Regions from separate parts of the Oryzias latipes genome. Here region 2 is linked to region 1. Evidence: chromatin contacts called from public Hi-C data. All regions are on one chromosome and are shown on one strand. Each heading gives the region's core, a stretch centred on a gene start, on an enhancer-like site or on the middle of the called end of the contact. The rest is flanking DNA. Distances are from core to core; before and after follow the strand shown.

What was found. Hi-C and Micro-C count contacts between places; a contact is called where the count stands out from the background.
Region 2: a Hi-C map of embryo shows a contact between it and region 1, with 3 times the contacts expected there. The contact joins the promoter of pgr here to the promoter of ttc36 in region 1. A contact is called at or near these places in 3 of 5 Hi-C or Micro-C datasets (embryo and fibroblasts).

Annotation. Positions count from the first base shown.
Region 1 is chr13:6,008,576-6,012,972 of ASM223467v1, reverse strand. It overlaps ttc36 (tetratricopeptide repeat protein 36), which reads right to left and starts at 2,275. Exons shown (of 3, transcript XM_004075274.4): 1 at 2,066-2,275; 2 at 1,676-1,864. The coding sequence starts at 2,171.
Region 2 is chr13:6,458,901-6,463,297 of ASM223467v1, reverse strand. pgr (progesterone receptor) reads left to right here and starts at 2,277. Exons shown (of 7, transcript NM_001172044.2): 1 at 2,277-3,560; 2 at 3,696-3,805. The coding sequence starts at 2,680.

The DNA of each region.
Region 1 (4,397 bases), core at 1,026-3,525:
GCTCTGTGATTTGCCATGTCTTTGAAGAAAAATATGTTCAATCACTATTGTATTAACGCAACGGTGGTTTTATCTAATCTAAAAAGGATGACATTTTCATTTTTATCATTAATCTTTCAGAAGCAAGCATGCAGAAACAGCTGTATCATTAGAAGACTTTTCTTTCTCTTTGTTTCCATATCTCATCCTTTCAGCCGACAGTGGTTTTAAAACACATCACAAACGAAAGGAAAAGCTGAATTATCCTCTAAAAGATAGCATGCTCACCGATAAGAAGGCATTCTTTCTGACACAACTTTGATGTTTTAAATCATCAGGAAAAGCTTCACATATAATAGCTACGAAGGCCGTGTCACACAGCTGCTATGTGCAATCATTAAATTGTCCACGTAGAAAATTTCAGTCTGTTGTGATACATTTGTGATGTGAGTAATTCACCAGTGTTTCTTGGGTTCGTCATTTGTCGATGTGGGCAGACGTCTGTGGAGATAGGTAATGGCTAAACTAAACAGATTAAACTAAACTGGCATTCCTGCCCGTAGATCGTCCTTCTCGGTAAGGAAAAACTCCTAAAAAAACGGATTCCAGGAAGAAAGAAAAAGGAGAAACCTCAGGGGTGTCCACATGAACGAGGGATCCTCCCCAGGACAGACAGGCAATGTACCAGAATTAGCTCATCTAACTCTATAACTTAATGTTTGAATATTCCAGCAGATGGGCTTCATCCAGATGGAGTTAGGGGACGGCTGGGGGCGCAAGACGAGCCAGAGGCCAAGTGTAGGAGCAGAAGCAGAGACGAGCCAGAGACGAGGTTGTCACCAAGGGCCAACGTTTTTAAGTCGAAAATGTGCAGATTGTACGTAGCAGCAGTGTGACACGGCCTTAACTTAGATGTGGTGCAGATCAGGGGAATCCAACTGTGTAATTAAAACTAAGGCGCTGACCATGGAGCTGATGTAATGTGATTTTGGCTCAGGGGTCTGAATGTCAAAATAAACAAAATTCAAGCAAAAGTGGCTTATTCATCCTTCTTTTTGGGGTTAAATATGGTATTTTTGTGATACAACTGTCGAAATTTCAAGTAAAGAACCACAACTTTTCACTTTTTTCCACATATATTCATGTATGAAGAGTTTTCATCCGTGGACAATGCACAAATTGTACGGCTTCTCTGTGTGACACGGCCTTGAGATACAAGGGGGATAATGAAAATGTACAATAAACAAAATACATTTTCTTCATAAATATTTTACTGTATTACTATGTGCTAACAATTCTGAAGTCGGAAAGCATTTCAAGCATGTTTATATGAACAATTGTAATGATTTTAAATGGTAATGTATGTACATTTAATGAAACAAGTAAAATGTGGATGATTAGTTAAATAAAAGGCTTTTATTCTTTTAACTAAATCAGAGGAGGTAATGTTTTGTACTAAATTAGCTGAAGAGAATGCTAAAAACTTATTTCAAAAAGATAATTATTTCAAATCAGTGCTAAATGTAAAAGTCTTTTTAAGTAAAAGTTAACACAAAGTTCATGATCATTTAAATTGGGGTAAAACTGGTGAAATGTGCTTCACATTGACTGGGCTCCTGTGCTGTCCTCAGACTTGGCAGCCCGACACGCTGGCACAAAGCTCTAGAAAGGGTTATAATGGCTTTGTTGCATGTACCTGTGGTGTCCCCCTGCAGCCGCAGGGCCTGCGCTCGGTTGTTGTAGGCAGAAGCTCGCTCAGGCAGGATCTGGATTGCCTGGCTGAACAGCTGAAGTGCACCCTGCAAATCCCCAGCCTCTGCTGCCGAGACGCCCCGCATCTCCAGCTCTTTCACTTGCTTCAGCAACTCTGTGTCAAAACCGCTGTCTGGTAGGAGCAGATAAACAGGAGGAAAAACATGCTCAGACTCCGCTGACAGGTGTCCATGCCAAAAGAAAACACTGAAACATCACTCAGTGCTCAGGTGTCTGGCTGGCTGTGAGGATTATTTTAGCCTAGAAACAGGAAATATTCAAATAAAATCCATCCTACCATGACATGTTCACGCCTATGAAGTCAGAAACTCACCATCATCAGTTAATTCTTCCTCTCGGTTGATGCCGGGGATGTCACCAAAGGGGCTGGTGGGGTTGAATATGGCTTGAAGAACAGCTCTGTCATTTGCTGAAGCCATCACAGCTGGTATGTGAAGTAAACTGAAAAATCTGCATAAAAAAAGAAGAAAATCTTTAAAACTAAAATACAACCGACCGATAAGTCCTGCCTCCGTCGACTTCTGCATGAGCCAATGAGAGGAGGGGGAGGAAGCAGGGCTGGACTTTGAGATGTGTCTGCACTGAACCCATCTGTGTGTGATTAAGCAAAACATGCAAACCAGAAAAAACTGCAGCAGTGTACTCACACTGTGATTCCAAGTCTTGACCCTATGTAACCATTCATATCATAGTTTATACACACAATCTTTGAGATCCGTGTATCATTAGCATGATCCAAATGTTCTTTAAAATCCTGTTAGATAGAACTTAAACCTGTAATTCACGATTATTCCACTAGGGGCAGCAGAGGGGCTTCTCCTGCTCATGTCAAAATGTCTGCATCAAGGAAATCACAGACACACATTTGGCGGACAAGTTTGTCTTATTTTCAAAACTCTATGGTGAGAATACCATATGTATTGTTAGTGTTTTAAATGACCACTTGCTGTATTGAAATAATGCAAAATTTGTTGATAATTATTTCTCTTTAATGCAATTACACCACGTTAAAACTATACTCAAATTTCGAGACAGTGTGTAAATAAGGTAATTTTTTTCCTGATGAAATCTACAAGATAAAATTGCAAAATCTTTTTGTTTTAATGACATACAAATAGAATCACTTATGATATGTTGGATGATTGTCAGTATTTGTGCTACTCATTCAAACATTGTCACCAAAAACATACCAAATCATCAAAAATATAATAATTGTTTCTATTTTTATCTCTTTAAAAAAAACAATTTCATTTCTATTTTACTTTGTAGATTTCATCAAAGGGTTTTAAGAACATCTTAATTTAAAAAAAAAAGTTAGTCTTCTGGCATATTTCCAAAAATATTACATATATGACATTTTTATAAAGATCACTGGAATTTTGCTCAACATAAAGTTTTTTCTTTCAAACAAATTGACCGTACTGTATCGTACTTTACACACACAGAGTGACATTGGGAGTGTCACTCTGTGCCTGAAAAGCAGGAGCCCGTGCTTCCTCCTTCATCAGTTAAAAGCGAGAGGTTCTACAGTGTATTTTAAGCGTCACTTCTTCCAGAATAGCTCCGTTTCATCCATCATATATTGAGCTGAATGGTAACTATTCTCCACGATCATCTTCTTCAGCGTATCAGGATGTTTTCCGTTCGCGAAACATTTTATTTTTCCTAGGGGGGCAAAAAATAATTGAGAAGCACTGATGTACATGAAGTGTTGGAAGTATACTAACTGAATATTTAGTTTACAACAAATAGATAGTACATAAAAAATAACGTTCGAGTACACTGCCTCACTGTTTATGTATACTTCTAATACCCTACATCTAATTAGACTACTTTTTTGCTAAGGATTTGTTTAGAATTCGGAAAAAAAAAAGTAAAACGAAAACTTACCACAAGCAAAATGAGTCAATTTGCAGTTTTTTAAAAAAAAACAGTTTGAAACCAGAAGCTTTAGAACCAAACAACAACTTTTACGGAGCCTGCTGGTTAAGAAACCCCCCAGAAATAGAAAGCACTAATGCCCCTCAGGATACGTGACAGTCCCCTTCACACTGACAAGTTAACGCTGCGCCTCCAGAGTTGGATTTGTATTATGACAAAAACCTGACATTTATTGTAGCCCAGATCCTTATTGTGCTACTTTACTTATAGAGAATGCCAAGTTGATGTCAAACCTGTTTTGGTTTATTCATGAACTTTTTCTAGACTATCTTTCATTCTTGGCTTCTCCATGCCAGAGTTCTAGGAGAGCAATTCTGCTCGCTTCATTCAGGATGGGCTATTTAGTTTTTCCACCCATTTTTAGATTATCCTTCAAAATAAAAACAACCTTTTTTTAAAGTTTCTATATAAAAGCACATATTTAATATCAATAAGAGTGTCCAACTGGTTTGAAAACCAGAAAAAGAACAGAATGTTAAAAATATCACTTTCAAATTTAAAGCTTAAAGATTTTTGGAATAATCATGGTCGGCTTTTCTTCTGCAGATGGCATTTAAGGAAGATTTTGTCATTTGACATTCTTACTTGGCAGCACAGTGAGGATGTGACATTTCGTAGTAATTACCAGACTCATCTCTTTTTTTAGTCTGCCAGCTTCCCGCTCACTGTCCTCCAGGAAAGTCTGCTTTTTTGAAGTATGTCTC
Region 2 (4,397 bases), core at 1,028-3,527, 450 kb before region 1:
AAACAGTTTTCAGTTGTTCAACAGTTGCAATCCACATTAAAACAATGATTTCTTTTTATGGGAAAGATCTACTGGAATAATACTTACAAGGGTTTTGTCAGTACTTTTGACTGTTTTGACTCCTTTTTGTGTCTTCTTGGTCGTTTTTTTGGTCATTTTTGTAACTTTCCCATCTACACCGTAGAAACCGGAACCTGCTGGAAATCTTGTTTATTTGTAATCAGATTTGTCATGACTGATGATTTTAACCTTCATTCAATTAAATTATCACAACTTTTTTCCTTTTCATAGCCCCTCCCCCCCATTGTTTCTTTCTGTGCATTTTTTTTAACCATGAAGGCTTAAAGCCCCACTTCAATCTTATTTTGATCTATTTTCAAGGTGTTCCTAGTGGCCTATTCATGGTCTATTTTCAAACTTGTGTCATATTGAAACAATCCAGCTAAAACGTCACTTTAGTGGGGAAGCGAAAGCCAAGCTGCTAACAAAGAGGCTTCATTGGAGAGCTATCTGTGCCCCATACACCGCACGACCCCAAACAGTCTCAAGGAGAAACAAACAGCAAGAAAACCAAAGATTCCTTTTCAGCATCAAGCCTGTTTATTCAATCACACACAAACAGCACAAACACCATGGAGCTGACTTCTGCTTCCAGCCCTCTCACTCAAGGTTTTCACACCAAGACTCCCCACTTCCCATGAGGCTTAGGAGCTGAAGGCGGGGCTAACCCCCAGGTCGCTACAATATATAAGGCACATCGAACTGTAAGGCGCATTAAGCGAGAGAAAAGAGTCAGAGATAAAGTTTGTCATCAACTAAGAACAGTTAACTCTAGAACCTGTTCGTGACACACCACAAGTTAGCTGTGCTAGAAGCGTTAGCCGCATCAGCGTATGTACAATAACAGTAACTCCAAACCTTGATAGTAACACAGAAAAAACACAGTCTGACAGAGCTACGCGTTAGCCACGTTGGCATATTTACAATAACACCCACCCAAACATTTTGACAGAGCACCATGTACCACTCGCCATCACTTCAACATCAGTGAACACAACCAGATTGAATCCATATAGAAGGCGTTCAAAATCAATCAATTATTAAATAAACACATAGAGCTTTTAAATGCTCTTTGTAGTGCGGAAAACTCAATACAGGTACATGCATCTAGTCAGTTTATCGGAATGATGTGGAGCAGGGAGCTTGTGGCCCACACAGCTTATTTTCTATCCCACAAATACAATCGTCTGCTCCAGATTCCCATTGATTTGGATAAAGAAATACTCAGAAATGCAATTTTGAGCCTAATTTTCTTAATACACATCATTAGAAAGAAAAAAAAACACACAATGCTTTTGTAGAATTATTAGTGTGAAGCCTGTTTAGACAACTATGCTACTATGTTAGACAAATATATTACATGTGTGACATCAAATAAAAAAGGCGTTCAGGGGATTGACGCTCCAAGTCAAACTTCAAAGGATTCAGGTCTTCACACCAACCATCTCCAGTGTTTTTAATTCCCCTTTATCACATCCACAGCTCAAAGATATGTAAGAAAAACTAGGTCATCCTAGAAGAAGACATCGCAAAGATATGAATGTGTCATCGTTATCCAACAGTGAAGTAGGCAACCTCATGGGAATCAACTCCGATGTCCTGAGGAACATGACGCCAGATAACAGATTCAAGGACCCTGTGTGCATCATGAGCACACGCATCAGCAGCATCCTGGGCCTGACTGATTAACCTGAATGGTAAAACCCGTTTTATTATCCAGCCATGATAACAGAAAAGCAAAATCAGAATGAATCAGAGGCGGTTTGAAGAGCTGATGGCCATCACAAACACCTTTTCTGTCTGCACTCTGTTGTAAAATCCCACATGTTGCTCTCATTTCTTGTTCAAACTTATACTGCAAACGCCAGAACAGCTTATTTATCACCAAAGTGGATGAAGGAACAAAATATGAGAAATTTAGAGCATAAAGTAGCTAGAATTTATAATAAACTCATTTCTATTCACATCTTTTAACAAATATTTCTTTTAAATTCCACTTTGTTAAATTGGTAAAAATTTGATTTGTAGATGTTCTTTTTTATTTTATTTTACTTCTAAGTCCCATTCTTTTATGTACTGGCACGCTTTATTCAGCACTTTAAAATATGCCCTGATATCTTTCCCCCTTGCTGCACTTCTTCATGAACTGCAGGGAGGAGTTTAATGGGCCTTGACATTGAAATTCTCCTCATTGGAAGGTTATTCTGTGGGTCTGCAGTGAGGAGTGAGAAGACCGTCAGTCTGCTCCACATCTCCGCTTTGACAGCTACCACTTTCCTCTCTGGCATCCCACGAATGATTGGATTCTTTGAGGATTTTGGGGAATCTGTGGAAGGAAAGGAAACTCCCTTTATCTTCTGAAGATGACAGTCTCAAGTAGGATTTATAGTCTTTGTGAAAGTTTTTGGTTTAACGTTGGAAACCTAAAATCACTTTAGATCACTAAAAGTTTGGGTTTTGGGGGGCTTTATTCACTACATTTGCATTTTTTGGTTAATGTGAGAGATAGTCAGGTCACAGACCGTTAAGGGCTCTGGGGGAGGATTACAAGAAGCTGCAACTTCTTCCACACCTTCCACCCTGCGGCTGCGCTCCAGTCGCTGCTGCGCGCGTCAGAAGATGGAGAGTAAAATGAACGGAAAGCTGGGCGCCCTCGGCACCCCCTCCATCGCCGATTCCACCGAGTCCAGAGTAAATGGCTTGATCGAGGCCGGCTACAGCAGGTCCAGCGCTAAATTGTCCGCTGAGTCACGTTCTCCAGGCTGCCTTTCCTCCGTGCGTAATTTTGGGAACTCGGGCGCGCTGATCCACGGTCTGAGCTCCGGCGCTGAATGCGCCGTTTTTAAAGACTGTAACATACTCGAAGCTTCGAAACAATTCTATGAGCGCAACAGCGAGTTTCTGAAAAGTGAAAATGCTCCGTGGGAGGATTTTGTCAAAGTTCAGCGCGCGGCTGCAGGCGGCGGATCCGAAACTTTACTAGGCTCGACCTCCGCGGCCTGTAAGCTGATCAAGGACGAGAAGGAGCCCACTGTGATCATGGACACCCCCTGCTCCAGCTTTGATCCATCACCTGAGATCTCTGCGCTCGACATCTGCTGTGACGGCGACAGGAAGCAGAACCTGGCGCTCGGGGAGAGCGAGCAGGCGGGGTTCGGTTCCGCCACGGCGGTGGTCCGGCCGGGGCTGGACGGCTCCCCGAACTTCCTGATCGACCTGAACCGCTCGGATCAGCTGCTGAGCCCGGCGAGGACTGACTCCAGCAGGTGCGCGTTGGTCGGGAAACCCGCCGTCAGCTTCGACTCAAACTCCAACGCGCAACAGGTGATGTTCAAGACGGAGGCTGCGCGCTGGCAGATGCACAGCTCCCCGGCTGAGCCGCAGTTCTGGTGCCAGTCTGCAGGAACGAACGAGGAGAGCTTCACAGCCAGCGGCTACGATGGGTTCCAGAACCAGAGCCTGATCCAGAGGAACCCATCACCCTTCTCCGGATTCCCAGGGTAAACACAACCTTCCATAAGCCCAAACTTCACGACATCATTGAACCTAAATGTTTGACATCAATAATAGAAACGACTTGCTGTTATATTAAATAATTGTATTTTAATTTAGGAGTAATTTCCCACTTTTTCCAGCATGCAGCCTCAGAGATTGTGCATCATTTGTGGAGATGAGGCGTCTGGTTGCCACTATGGAGTCCTCACATGCGGCAGCTGTAAAGTCTTTTTTAAAAGGGCAGTGGAAGGTAAGCATGCAGCCTCTAAATTGGACTTTTCATATTTTTTCAATGATTTTTTTTTAGCTTCAAAATCTGAAATTTAGGCTCACTTTGTTTCTCTGTCAAATGTTTGTTTGTAAAATTCTTCGTTTAAATGTTAAAGGCAGTTTTAAAACGTGAAAAATTAGGGACTCTTTAAGAAAATGATTCGTTTTTCCCCCCTTAGAATTTCAAATAATAATACTAGAAAGCAAATCCTCTGATCACCATGTTTTCCCCTAATCCAATGATGTTGGTCTTTTATTTTAAAAAGTAAAAAACTGGACAAATTGTGCTGAATTTTATTTTACTATTGATTAACAAAAGCTTCTGTTTTATGTGTCTGAGGTAAGAAATTCGTAACCTGTATTTCCAACAAGTTTTCAGTGCTAATCAGCAAAATAACAGCCTTATAAATAATGATAATGAAAACATTTCATATGTCATTTTCCTTGAAGGTGTCATCCTAATTTAGATGTTATTCTTTTCAGATCAGGATGTACCAGTCAAACATTAAAAAACAGCTGTGCGAACATTAATTCAATAAAACCTAACAGGACAAACATTAACCAACAATCCA